Regions from separate parts of the Mus musculus genome. Here region 1 is linked to region 2. The links are chromatin contacts, called in public HiChIP or PLAC-seq maps. All regions are on one chromosome and are shown on one strand. The core of a region is the stretch at or near the end of the contact, and the rest is flanking DNA. Distances in the headings are between cores, read along the strand shown. Region 1 holds the start of Neurog1 (neurogenin 1). Region 2 overlaps Macroh2a1 (macroH2A.1 histone).

Region 1 (3,080 bases), core at 219-2,718, 140 kb after region 2:
ATGAAGCCCACTCCTTGTGGCTCCTTTTTAAGCCTTGCCATTGTATTGTCAGCCGGCTCAAACCGAATTTTCATGCTCGTTTTTCTTCATTAGAGTTCTACAAATTGTAAAATTGACTTTTCACCTCGTCTTCAGGGGCTCATCTGTCCCTTTTCCAAACCACACTGAAGTGGTGGCTGGGGTCAGTTCTGAGCCAGTCACAAAGAAGGTTTTGTGAAGTTCAGAAAGTGCAACAAAAACGAAAGGCCGTCTGGGGGCGGGCGGGGGGGGGGGGAGGCCGTGCTGGGGGTGGAGAAATAGACCGAGGGCAGCTTCAGCGAGGGTGCAGCAACCTAACAAGTGGTCAGGTATTCCCCCTCCCCCCTTTAAAGCTCCCAGAATTCACTTGGGGGTAAGTGTGGCCCCCGGAGGCTTCAGCCAGTTCCCCATCTATTATTGCTCTTAGACTGGGGGAGGAAGAAAGTATTGATGTTGCCTTACAAAGGCCTAGTGGTATGGGATGAAACAGGGCGTCGTGTGGAGCAGGTCTTTGGGCAGGCCAGGAAAGGAGAAAAGGGGATCGCCCGGGCCATAGGTGAAGTCTTCTGAAGCCGAGGGACTACTGGGGTCAGAGAGTGGTGATGCCACAGTGGCGCAGGGGGAGGCAGCGGCCCCGGAACCCCAGGACTCAGTGTCGCTGGCCGGGCTCGGGGGCCCGGGCAGACAGGGGACACACTGCGGAGGCAGGAGGCGCTCCCGGGCACTGCCCCCGGGGAGCCCTTGATCTGCCAGGCGCAGTGTCTCAGCCAGGGCCCAGATGTAGTTGTAGGCGAAGCGCAGCGTCTCAATCTTGGTGAGCTTGGTGTCGTCGGGGAACGAGGGCAGCACGCTGCGCAAGGCGTCCAGCGCAGCGTTGAGGTTGTGCATGCGGTTGCGCTCGCGATCGTTGGCTTTGACGCGACGACTCCTCCGCAGGGAGTGCAGCAGAGCCTCGGACCGCACCCGAGCGCGACCTCGCCGCCTCCGCCGTTCCTGCTCTTCGTCCTGGGCACCGGGAACATTCGATGCCCCGGAGAGGGCGGGAGCGCTCCTCCGGGCTGGCACGGACAGCCCCGAGGTGGAGGCTAGGGGCTGTAGCCTGGCACAGTCCTCCTCGTCGGTGAGGAAGCTGGACAGGTCGCTGCTGCTGTTGCTGCTGGAGCAGTCGAGATCAGAGATGCAGGTCTCCAAAGGGGCAGGCATCTTGCAGTGTGCAGGACCGACAGACGGACAGGAGGTTTGGAGGTCGGCCTTCGAAGCGCACTTACTGTCCGTACGACCCGGGGCTAGCCTGTGCCTGCTGCAGGCGCGAGGGCCGGGAAGATCGCAGGGGCTCAGGGAGTGAATGGGCTTGGCCCTCCTCGCCTCGCCTGCAGGGGCCACGCGCCGGGCTGGTCTCCTGAGTGATGTCGCCGGCGATCAGATCAGCTCCTGTGAGCACCAAGTGTGGCACACGACCGGCCTCAGGACCCCTTAAGTACGGCGCGCAACAATGGGCGCCCCCTCCCTGGCCACCTCCGCCCCCGAGGCGGCGCGGGTGAATGGCGAGAGGCGGCAGGTCAGCCCCGTGCGGCGCCTGCTATTTGCATAATTTATGCTCGCGGGAGGCCGCCCCCGCCCAGCCCCCCTCCTGGAGCGTGCCCGTAATTACCGCCGGCCAATCGGTGGCCCGGCCTGCTCCGGGAGCCGGATCAAGCGAGGGAGGCCGGGGCGTCTCTGGCCGGGAAACCCGGGCGAAGGCGGGGGCCGGGGGCGATTAGCGGCGGGCCGAGGCACACTCCTCCCAGGGGCGCGCGGGTGTCCCTCGCTGGGGTGGATGGGGAGGAGGAGCCCTGGCAGAAAGTGTGAGCTCTGTGGCGGGTGATGGAGAGCTGGGGCTGAGGCTGGAGGCTGGGTTCGCATCCCTTTGCCTGCTACTGAGTTCGCATCCCTTTGCCTGCTACTGATTGACTATTCGCATCTAAACAGACAGGACCAGTAAACAGTTACACGTCTTGAGGAGGGATAGATGTCCCTGCTCCGCCAAGGTTAATGAAGAAGACAGCAAGAGAAAGATCTAAAGATCCAATGAGTTCCCAGACTGAGCTGGGGCTTGACCCCACTCTGCCCCTGCCCGCGTACCCCTCCTCAAAGACTCACGAGGTAATATGGGGGTGTGCAGACCCCCTCTTCTCCTGAAATCTTGCTCTCTCCATTTCCAAGCATCCTCTTGTGCCGCACGTTTTGGAATGGTGCCAGCCTCAGGGGCTCACCCCAGTGCCAGCTGGCTAAGGGACTTAGCTTCTGGCCAGGAGAGAGATGTCCCACAGAAGGCAGCAAGCACACAGTGGAATTCCGTCCCCATCCCTTCTGCCAATTTGCCTATAAACTTGCCTAGTCCAGAGAAATGTCCTCATTCTGTGGGTCGAGTCATTTTCCTGTTTGCCGGACAGCAATAGAGGCTCAGGCAGCCTCTCAAATGCACCTGAGAGGAGTTATTTATTAAGGAGCAAACCTGGATCGTGGAGTCAGGTATTAAAAACAAAAGGAACACCCTAGAGGCGCCCCCCCCCCCTTTCCATGATATCTGAGTGGTGGCCTCAGGCCCAGTGCAATGCCTAGCCTGCTGTCTTCAAAGGGGCTCTGTCCAGGACACCTGCGCCTTGGTAGAGAAAGCACAGCCTCTTTGCCTATGCCTAGCTCTTGCCCCGTGGCTCCTTCCCTCTGTAGCAGCTCTTGGGCAGAAAGCTAGGACACAGTTACAGATTAGGGCTTGAGGAGGTTTGTAAAAAGTGGCAGGAAATGGCTGTAATCAGATTATGCAAGAAAAAGTAATTGTTGACAGATCCTTGGGCATCCCAGGAGCCCAAGGGCTGCTGGGAGTTGTGCAATGGTAGCTCTGCCTCTTTCTGTCCCTGTGACAGCTTCTGGTGGTCCCAGAATACCGGCACCAGTCTGACCTTGTGACAATTCCAGGCCCTGTATTTATTTCTTTGGGCTTCCTTAAAATTACCACACCACAGTGGGTGCATTAAATTTACAGAAGATCGCTCTTCTGAGGCTCAGAAGGCCAGAAGCTCAAA
Region 2 (2,895 bases), core at 80-2,579:
ACTCCAAACACAGCCTCGCGATAGGAAAGAATCTTGGGCTTTTCCAGAACTGTCTGAAGCATCTTGTCTAACGAAAGAGTAATTGGAAGTAACAATCAGGGATCAAAGAAAGCAAATGTTCACGTAATCCCAAAGAGAGTACAGATACCTGCTACGGAGCCAACAGCAAGACAGGGAAATCTGTTTATTGTATTCCTTTTGATTCCTCCCCCCTCCGCTGACTTCACTAGGTTCAGAGCTGGGACACCGTTCCGGAAGGCCTTAACCCAATCAACCCCAATTGGAGGGCGACTGCTAAGAACTTCCTGTGTCCTGACCACACCTTGGTCCCCCTCTGATTCCCTCAGGGGCCTGGAGTCCACCACAGACTCTACTGCCCCCTCCCTACCTTGGGGCAGGGAGGATGTGGAGACTGTAGCCTGCAGAGCTATCCCTTGCTGGAGCTCTGCCACGGTGAGGCTCCCTGCTGCTGGCCTGTCCCAGAGCCCACTCCTGCCCTGCCCTGGGCTTGGGGCATTCTGTGGAGTAAAGGCTGTGCAGGCACTAGACAGTCTTCAGGGGCAAGCCACTCTTCTGCTTCCTGCAAGGCCGCCCAAGCCAATCCCTGCTCTCTTGGCTCCGTGATCCAGGCGGCGTCTAGCCCAGTCCCACAAAGACTACCAACGAGACAGATGCACAGCCTAACTTGGGAGTCTCTAAAATCCATTCCATTGGACAAGGAGAGTAAAGTCAGAGTAAAGATATTTGACACGCACGCTAACGGAAGAGCGACACATGTATTGTTGGCTAGCCTCACCTCGCTGTTACCCACTGCCGATCTCCGTGCTCCAGTAGATCCTCCCCCAGGAAGCCCTCCTTTGCCTTTGCACCCGTGAGCTTCCAGCACCTCCAGCTGGACTAAGGCAAAGGGTGGCAGCCATGAGGGCAAACGCACCACGGGAGGCCCTGGGCCCGGAGGTTTGAACCTTAGCTCCTGATATTTGCTGTGGCCGAGACAACGCCAAGCCTCGGTTTCCCATTCTGTCAAACTGTTTGTAAAGGCTGAGTTACTAAGTAAAATGCCTAGTAAATGCAAGCTACTGCTTACTACAATGCCCTTATTGGGGGTAGGGGGACGAGACAGCGGCAGCACAGCCTTGAACACCAGGGTTCCTTCCATCTAAGGAACCAGATGAATAGGTGTGCATGGGAATCAAAAGCAAGAGAAAGGCACAGAAACCCTGGTGCCTCCTCCCTGCAGTTTCTCCTTTTCTGTTACACTTAACAGTTTACATATGTTTGAAAAATGCACTTGAACTCCATTAACCTCAGTCCTGCCAGACCCGCCTTGACAGAACGCAGCACCCCAGGCAGCCACAGGCAGCCTTGCTGCTAACTCTGCCTTAGGATGGGCTCTGGGACTTTCATCTGACCCCAGCAGGGGGCCCGTGGCCCCGGGAGAACCAGAGCCAGCTGCTGAGGCTACAGAACTCTGAGGAGGAAGAGGAGGACAGGGAGGTGGCCTCAGGAAGCCTGTGCAGCCCAGCCTTGGGGGCCCTCTGCACCCCCAACTGGTCACCTTCAAGGTCTCTCAATCAGTTTACAAGGAGATGGTTAATGTGCATGTTTGTTTTAGTATGGAAGGCCACAGCCATTTGTTCTTAATTCAGCCCAGGAAGGGTGAAGAATCAGATGTCTGCCGAAATGAAATGACTTAGAGACTAAAATGTAAAGAGGGAGCTGGTTTCAAAAGCTCCCGCTTGGCACCACTTCCCAGATGGACTTCTAGAGGGAAACTAGGCACAGCAGCGAGCTGTGCATGCTGTGGGGGCGGCGCTTTGACATGAGCTCACACAGGCGGCACGGCAGTGGGGAGCCAGGGAAACCTGGGAAGACATCTAAACAAGAGCGAGCAATCGCAAAACACGCTGCTCCACGCTGTCCAGGGCTTAGATGTGGCCTCGCAGATGGTGCAGCCTCCCCACAGCAAGGCACACGGAACTTCAGGTTGCCCTCCACAGCAAGAGTGTTTCTAGGGGTAACAGAAGGAGCAGACTGCTGCAAAAGGAGGGACCCCAAGCAGGGCCGCAGCTTCTGGGGACACTGTCTGAGAATTTGCACAAGCTCTACACACACCCAGAACTCCGTTCTACACCCCCTTCTTTGAGGGGCCAAATGGGCATTGGTCCAGAAGTCTCCTACTGTCCTCTCCCTTCCCAGAACCCCGAGCAACACAACCTTACACCCCGGTTTGGGCAAGCCTTCCAGCTCTGTGGCCTATGCAGCTCCTCCTGCAGCTCTTGGCTGCACGGTCGCTCCCCAGCAATGTGCTTGTTCCGTGTCTGCCGGCACTGGCCAGGTCCTCCTGAAACCCCAGCACAGGTCACCCAAGGACCAGCCCCTCCTTGGCCACACCCTTTCCCACACATGCTCTGGACTTCCCTTACCCTTGGCCTCGTGCCTGTCTGTCATCCTGCAGTCTGCAGCCCAGACAGATCCCGGGCACACACTGGTAGTTTCCCGGGACTGCCCTGGAGCCTGTCCCGCCAGGCTGGGGCTTCACTAGCAAAGTCTGGGCGTACACTAGTCATCCTGAGGTGCCTGCCCAGGGGCGGCCTGGAACAAGGAGGTACAGAGTGGACTAACGGTCCTGGGCGCCAGTGCTCTTTACCTGCTGAGAATTCCGACCCAGCAGAGCCTGTGGAGGAGCCGCCCTGTGGGGAGCTGAGTTACCTGTGCTGAGCAGCTCTGGAAGCGTTTCGGGTGAGTTGTGGATTCAGTGAACTGCCCAATGGAAAACATTTCACTGGTACCTGGCACAGAGTTAAGTGCTCAACAAACATAAACTGCTCCATGCTCAAAAGCACTTGCCTGACACTCTCAAAATATCACCACAGACCAGGCTCTGAGTCTGGA

What was found. HiChIP or PLAC-seq counts read pairs in DNA pulled down with a chosen protein or histone mark.
Region 1: a contact with region 2 is called in an H3K27ac HiChIP or PLAC-seq map of embryonic stem cells, with 6 read pairs. The contact joins the promoter of Neurog1 here to the enhancer-like site in region 2. A contact is called at or near these places in 1 of 39 promoter capture datasets (pre-B cells), 4 of 484 Hi-C or Micro-C datasets (B cells, embryonic stem cells, large pre-B cells and 1 more), 2 of 115 datasets of contacts at active chromatin or transcription factors (both in embryonic stem cells) and 1 of 9 other capture datasets (liver).

The regions. Positions count from the first base shown.
Region 1 is chr13:56,250,712-56,253,791 of GRCm38.p6, forward strand. Neurog1 (neurogenin 1) reads right to left here and starts at 1,469. Exons shown (of 1, transcript NM_010896.3): 1 at 1-1,469. The coding sequence starts at 1,221. The coding sequence ends at 487.
Region 2 is chr13:56,111,347-56,114,241 of GRCm38.p6, forward strand. The region is part of intron 2 of Macroh2a1 (macroH2A.1 histone); the gene reads right to left. Gm31485 (a long non-coding RNA gene) reads right to left here. Exons shown (of 2, transcript XR_382468.4): 1 at 389-2,895; 2 at 1-67. Among named protein-coding and RNA genes, the nearest start is that of Gm31485, 8.3 kb to the right of the region's middle. Within about 2 kb of position 1,330, at least 75 of the 459 cell types and tissues checked have an H3K27ac peak or open chromatin away from gene starts, as enhancers often do. A contact at or near this core is called in embryonic stem cells and liver, where this site is marked.